Regions from separate parts of the Mus musculus genome. Here region 2 is linked to region 1. The links are chromatin contacts, called in public promoter capture Hi-C maps. All regions are on one chromosome and are shown on one strand. Each heading gives the region's core, a stretch centred on a gene start, on an enhancer-like site or on the middle of the called end of the contact. The rest is flanking DNA. Distances are from core to core; before and after follow the strand shown.

Region 1 (3,243 bases), core at 683-3,182:
ATATTCCTATTACAATATATTTTATCTATTTTATCTTTCTTACGTTTTCTCTCTCTCTCTCTCTCTTTCTCTCTGTGCATGTGTGTGTGTTTGTGGTATGAGTGTGTGTGAGAGAGGGAGGGACAGAAACAGACAGACAGACAAAGACACACCCAGAGACACAAGCACAAAGAAAGATAGAGAATACTGGCTAAGTTACATTCCCTAATGGATACAATTACAAGGTTTTAGGATTTAGAAAATCTTGCCATTTAAATCACATTTCCTTCAAGCTAAGAGATTTGTAAGGCCTACTGTTTATACTTGGAGATGAGACAGGGATGCTAATATTATACAGTCCGAGACAGAAGCACCCAGTCTTCTTGAAGTAAACACTGATCATGTGTTGTTTCTAACATCCTTGTTTGAGCTGTCCTTAGGAATATACATAATCTCTGCAGACTAAAAGCTTTATCAGTTTTGTTGAAGTTTCATGATTCTCAGGCAGGAAAGGAAAATTAGATCCCAAGAGGGAGGGTCCCCATCCCCCCAATTTTCTTCCCTTAAATTTGCCTGCCTTGCTATCCTACCTCTGTGTGAGTCTAGGTTCTTTCAGCTGGAGAAATTATATTGCCCAAAACGAGCTTCAGGAACCATGACTAGTTTACCATGTATTATATTTTATAATTCTTGAAGGCATGTCTCGGTTCTTTGAACTTATAAATAACAACTCAGGTGCTATGGAAAATTAATTCCGAAGACAATAAGTGTTTTCCTTGCTTTCTTATTCCGTTTCATCCATCTTTCTCATCTCACCTAGCAAGAGCTTTATGCTCATTAGCACAGCACAAATAGTTTGGTCCTCCTCCAAAACCCCATAGAAGGATCATGTGTCGTTTCTTTTTAATTACACCTAACTTTTTAATAGCACTTGCCTGCCTGGGGATGATTCTAGGATATCTTATGCTGTTTAAATTGCAGATTCAGTTTCCGTGCAATGAGAACCTTGAAGACTCTCTAAGCCTCACAACTCTCACCTAGTTCATATTTTACCAGTCTGGATAGATTTATAGATGCTCTTTAAAATTATGCCTTCCTTGAGCTACATGGACAAGCATCCCAGAGTCCCAGTGGGATTACTGGTCCATGCTCACACATCTGCACAGCAACTGAATTATCAAAATGAGCAGCCGGTACCATGCATGTAAAGCTCCCATTTCTCCTTTTATTCAAACATTTATTTAGTACTTAATGGTGCCAGGCACAAAGATAAAATAAAATACCTTCAGAAAAGACTGGAATTAGACTTCTTGGCTGGAGGCAAGGAATCTGCACTTCAGTGGGCAATGTACAGGGTACGTTTCTGTTTGCCCAGCATGTCCTTTCCCTGCAGCTCAGGGATTTGTAACTAAAGGACGTCCTACAAAAACCTGTGGTGAAGAAAGGATGTAAAAGTCTGTGTCGAAAATGCCTCAAACAGCTAGGTCCTAAGCAAGAGCACTTCTCCTATACTCTATAGTCATTTTAAAAATTTAATGAAAGTCCAGGGTAGATTATAGATCGGGCTGGCTGTCTACCTTGAATTTGCAGTTAAGATGGCAAATGCATAAAACTCATATAATATCTTATCAGTTATCTGAGTTTTCAAGCATCGTGCGACTAGGGTAACATATTTTCATATTCATTTTCAATAAGGTCAATCTCCCTTTAAAAAATGGGCTAAGCACTAAAAGTACTAGTATTATATGTATGTATCTTTTCACAAAGAACTAAAAAGAGGTCGACAGACCAGACCACTAAAGAAACAGTATCAGATTTGTAAAAAGAAAAAAGAAAAAAAGGAAAAAAAGAAAAAAAGAAAGAAAAAAAAAAAAAAACCTTCACTGGGCCAATAGAAGGCCTCGTTGTCTCGCGAGAGTTGAGGAAGTTGGGGATGAGACTAAAGGGAATCACGAGTCTGCCTGAGTCTGAGCTGGTGGAGACCTTTCTCGCGCTGGCCGGCTGGGCGCGCGGCCGGCGGGGACTTTTTTCACGCTGCTCGGCGGGTCACTCAGCTATGGAGCGGAAGTCGAATCTGTCTCTGCTTCTCCTACTGCTGGTCCTGGGCATGCCCCTGGTGCGGGGCTCCAGCCCTCTGCCCCTGGTCGTCAACACTTGGCCTTTTAAGAATGCCACTGAAGCAGGTGGGGAGCGGCAGCCCGGGGCGGGTGGCTGCACTGTGTGAGCTCCTCTGCAGGAAGCTGCACTCAGTCCCTAAGGTTGCAGGAGGGAACCCGCTGCAGAAGGCCGAGCCTCCTCTCCTTCCTGCATCTCTGACTTTACACCAGACCCTCTCCATCTTCCCTGCCCCTGCTGCATTTTAGGATCTGGTGTATTGTTCTGCTTCCTGCACCACCTTGTCTGACCTCTAACATTGGGCCTCTTAGCTATACTTGTACAGGGTCACCTGCCTCACTTTTTGTGGCAGTCTTTTGCCACAAAGTTTTTCCTCCACTCTACACTTCTTGTGATAGCCTCCTTCCTGTTTCTCCATTATCTTCTGGATTCCAGTTTAGGAAACAATTGATAATTTCCTACGGATGCATATGTATTTGATCAATGTTTGTGACGCTGCCCTTATCACTTATACATTCAAATTATCTTCAGTGTTTCTTGGGATTGTACCTTATTGCCCCCAACCTTGACACCCTTGAGACTGCTATCACATTAAATGTTCGTGGACACTGTTGGATCCAGAATCCAGTGCAGAAAAAATCTGTATGTTATCGGGGATGTGTGGGAAGCAGAGTTAGTGAGAAATCAGACCAAGAAAGAGACCTCCTAACAATAACCAAACAAAGAAATTCCACCTTTATATGCATGGTATGATTCTGTGAAAGTTACTAGTATTGAAGTTGGGGAGGGGAGACTTCTTAAAACCAACATCCATGGAATTATAAGTAAAACGTCTTTCCTTTCAATACCTACCCACTCGATACTCAAAGAACACCACAAAACACAAACAAGAAACGTGGACACCTTAGAGAAATGCCTTTTTGAAACTGGGCAACTTCTGAAATATACTGTGTGGCCTTGAATGAATTACTTCATCCATGTCTGTGCTTTTCTTCTGAAAATGAGAATTATAATTATAAAATATTATCTCAGAAGCTGCATGAAGGTGAGATTAATTCACCCACATGAAGTCATTTGCCACTGTAATACTCTGCTGAGGCTTGCTGGGATACTTGTTCTCATTGAGAGTGTGAAATATGCATATTTTAG
Region 2 (3,028 bases), core at 93-2,592, 2.8 Mb after region 1:
GGGTAGGACTAACTGAACTTAGCAGTTTACTTGGGAGAAAAAAAACAATAAGAGAGGAGGGGTTGTTCGGGCATCTGAGGAAACTTGGAGGGAGCAAGACATATTTCCTTGTATATGTGCATGAAATTCTCTAGAATAAAGAAAAAATTAAAATACAGTGCCTCTACTTCCCCTTCTCAGTACAATGCTGGATATAAATATGTTCCTATCTTCTCAGCATTTTTTTTCAAGATCTAGTTTCAAGGCAACTTTGAAACCAGTTGGCTTAACACCAACTCTGTATTTTCTGCAGCCTCTCCAAACACTTCCCTGAGGAACCGGGCACATTCACCAAGGCTTCCTTCACTAAGCAGGCAAAGTACACAAAGAACTCATTCTGCTGTTAATCTCGGGCTTCCCGCGTGCTCAGATGTCTTTGTGCCTGAAAATAAATGCCAATGAATTAAACTGACAGAACGCACTTTGAAGCCTGCCGCTGTGAACGTGAGAAAGGGACTTAGTCAGTGGACTCGTGTCCTGGCAAACAGTCACCCTGGCATAAAGTCAGGGCTCCAGTTCCTGCAGGTCTGGGGACCTCAATACCAAATCTGGATTACTGAGCCATAGGAGCCAAGGTGGTCCAGCAAGTAAACTTCCATCAAAATCACAATATGCAAGGCTACCACTGATGCTGGCATGACTAAGGACAGTTCAATATGACACACAATGGACACTGATCTGAGACAGAAACTCCAGGAAGATTCTTAAAACTCTGGCGTTGGAACACGATTCAGGTTTTGGGAGTCAGAGCAAAATTAAACTCTTGTGCTCACTGTTTGTACAAAACGTCAGTAAATAAAAGCGTTATCCTCACTCACCCCAAGCCCATAACTATATTTGTTTATGAAATGAGAAGTTATGAAAAAGCTTAACACACACACACACACGTGCACAGCAACGCCCCTTAAAATATTGTTTTTGATTCCTTCTTTTGCTTGCTTTTAATTTAATATTTATTGAGGCTGTGAGGAGAAATCCAAGTTTCCAAGCCTCTTCTCTTCTCTCCTGTAAGATTAACTTTTGAGTCGTTCAAGAAACTTTTCCAGAAAGTTTGTCTTCCTTCCTTTCAGCTTTTCCTCTCTTAGCTCACTGTGTTCATGCAGCCAGAGGCTTGGGGAAAATTCCTGCTGGGGAATCTGCAACAGCTGAAAGCCTAGAAGGCAAAGATCACCTTGTGCGCCGACCCTACCCTGGTGCTCAGGGGCAGGTGACACAATGTCGGTTTCCTAGGCGCTGGCTTGACAGTTTCATCCCCGCCCACTGGCAAGAGAGCTCCTAGGGCCGCTGCACACGCGCACGGAGTGGGCTATAAAAGCTGCTGCGGCGTCCAGACTCTGAGCTCGCCCACCACCCGCAGAGACGCGACCCGCCATGCACGTGAACGGCAAAGTGGCTCTGGTGACCGGCGCGGCACAGGGCATAGGCAAAGCCTTCGCTGAGGCTCTGCTGCTCCATGGCGCCAAGGTAAGGACTTCTCCGTGTCCACCCACACGCCGCCGGAGCCCCTGGGGTGCCGAGCCCCAGGCTCGCAAGCCGACCTCCAACGCTGCTGGCAGAGAACCCGAACTTGGATGAGCACATTCTGAGGTCTAAGAAGGGAGCGTCTTTTTTATCCATTGCTTGTGTGTCTGTGGCTTGGTGGCGGCTGTTTCCTTCATAGGAGACCCGCTCCCTCTTTTCTTGTTTGTAGGTAGCATTGGTGGATTGGAATCTTGAGGCAGGTGTAAAATGTAAAGCTGCCCTAGATGAGCAGTTCGAACCTCAGAAGACACTGTTCGTCCAGTGTGATGTGGCTGACCAGAAACAACTGAGAGGTAAGACGTTGGGGAATCAATCCATAGACTCGGGAACACACCTTGTGCAAGCAGCAACCTGACTGCCAGGTAGGAGCAGACAAGGCTGAGAGCCAGCAACGCTCTCTCACGGGAAGCTGTGACCTTCTAACTCCAATGGATAGTTTGAATTTCTGTGCTTCTTTCTGATAACCCAATGGACATAAAAAGTAAGACAGGACTGCCTAAGAAATCCTTCTGTTTTAGCCACTTGGCAGCACAGAATGTAATCAAATCTTTTGTGTATTCGAAGACAGTGCTGCTACAGTTAATTACCCAGTGAGGGGGACAGGCTGCGGAACTATGGCAAGCAGTTCTCAGAGAGCTGGAAGACTTCTCCAATAACAATCAAACTCAGCGTGCCTTTCGCTTAGACACTTCAGACGCCAAGTTCCAGGTCATGGTCACAGGCAAAGCAATTGCTTTTAGCCAGATCTTTGCTCGGTTTCCCCTCTAAGATGGCACTTAAAATAATAACTGTATGGCGTTAAATTTCTTCTTCTTTAGAATTAAAGAAGAAAAGGCTCTATCGCTTTTCCCCAATGTTTTCCTGTTTTTCTGTGGTCTCTTAAAATAGATCCATCTACTTGTGAAATGTCAGGAAGAATATTGTCATCAGCAATGCACACTGGCTGTATAGAGGGCTCAAAGGATTTCCCTAAAGATAATTTCTCCAGGAAAATATAGAAAAAAAAAAGATGTTTCAAAGGGCATTGTTCAAATAAACAAAGTAAATCGGTAGGCACCTTTTTAATCTGGAAGTCAGAATACAAACCCAACCTGCTCTACAGTGTCTATCAATGGAATCCTGAGATCTTAGGTTTCTTACATCTTAGAATATACCCTATGAATAAAAATGGACGGATCCATTAGAAGACAGTGGACCTAAGATAGGGGTAATTGGATTAAAGAGAACATCATTAACATCTGAAAATGCTAATCTGTCCGATAGTAGAGGTAGCCTTTATGAGTAGAAGAGATCTTTAAGAGAAGTCATAATAGAACATCCTTTGCCAGAGAATGGTTTTATTGATACTATATCATTTAGTTTCAATGACAGTCATGCCCAGTCCCAACATTCATGCTACTGGACTAGGGACCAGTAAAGATAAATTATATGGCTTCACGCATGGTATTTAATGTGTTATTCTGCCAGT

The links. Promoter capture Hi-C pulls out the DNA fragments that hold promoters and counts their contacts.
Region 2: a contact with region 1 is called in a promoter capture Hi-C map of liver, with 7 times the contacts expected there. The contact joins the promoter of Hpgd here to the promoter of Aga in region 1.

Annotation. Positions count from the first base shown.
Region 1 is chr8:53,509,770-53,513,012 of GRCm38.p6, forward strand. It overlaps Aga (aspartylglucosaminidase), which reads left to right and starts at 1,933. Exons shown (of 9, transcript NM_001005847.2): 1 at 1,933-2,162. The coding sequence starts at 2,036.
Region 2 is chr8:56,293,210-56,296,237 of GRCm38.p6, forward strand. Hpgd (hydroxyprostaglandin dehydrogenase 15 (NAD)) reads left to right here and starts at 1,343. Exons shown (of 7, transcript NM_008278.2): 1 at 1,343-1,503; 2 at 1,730-1,853. The coding sequence starts at 1,411.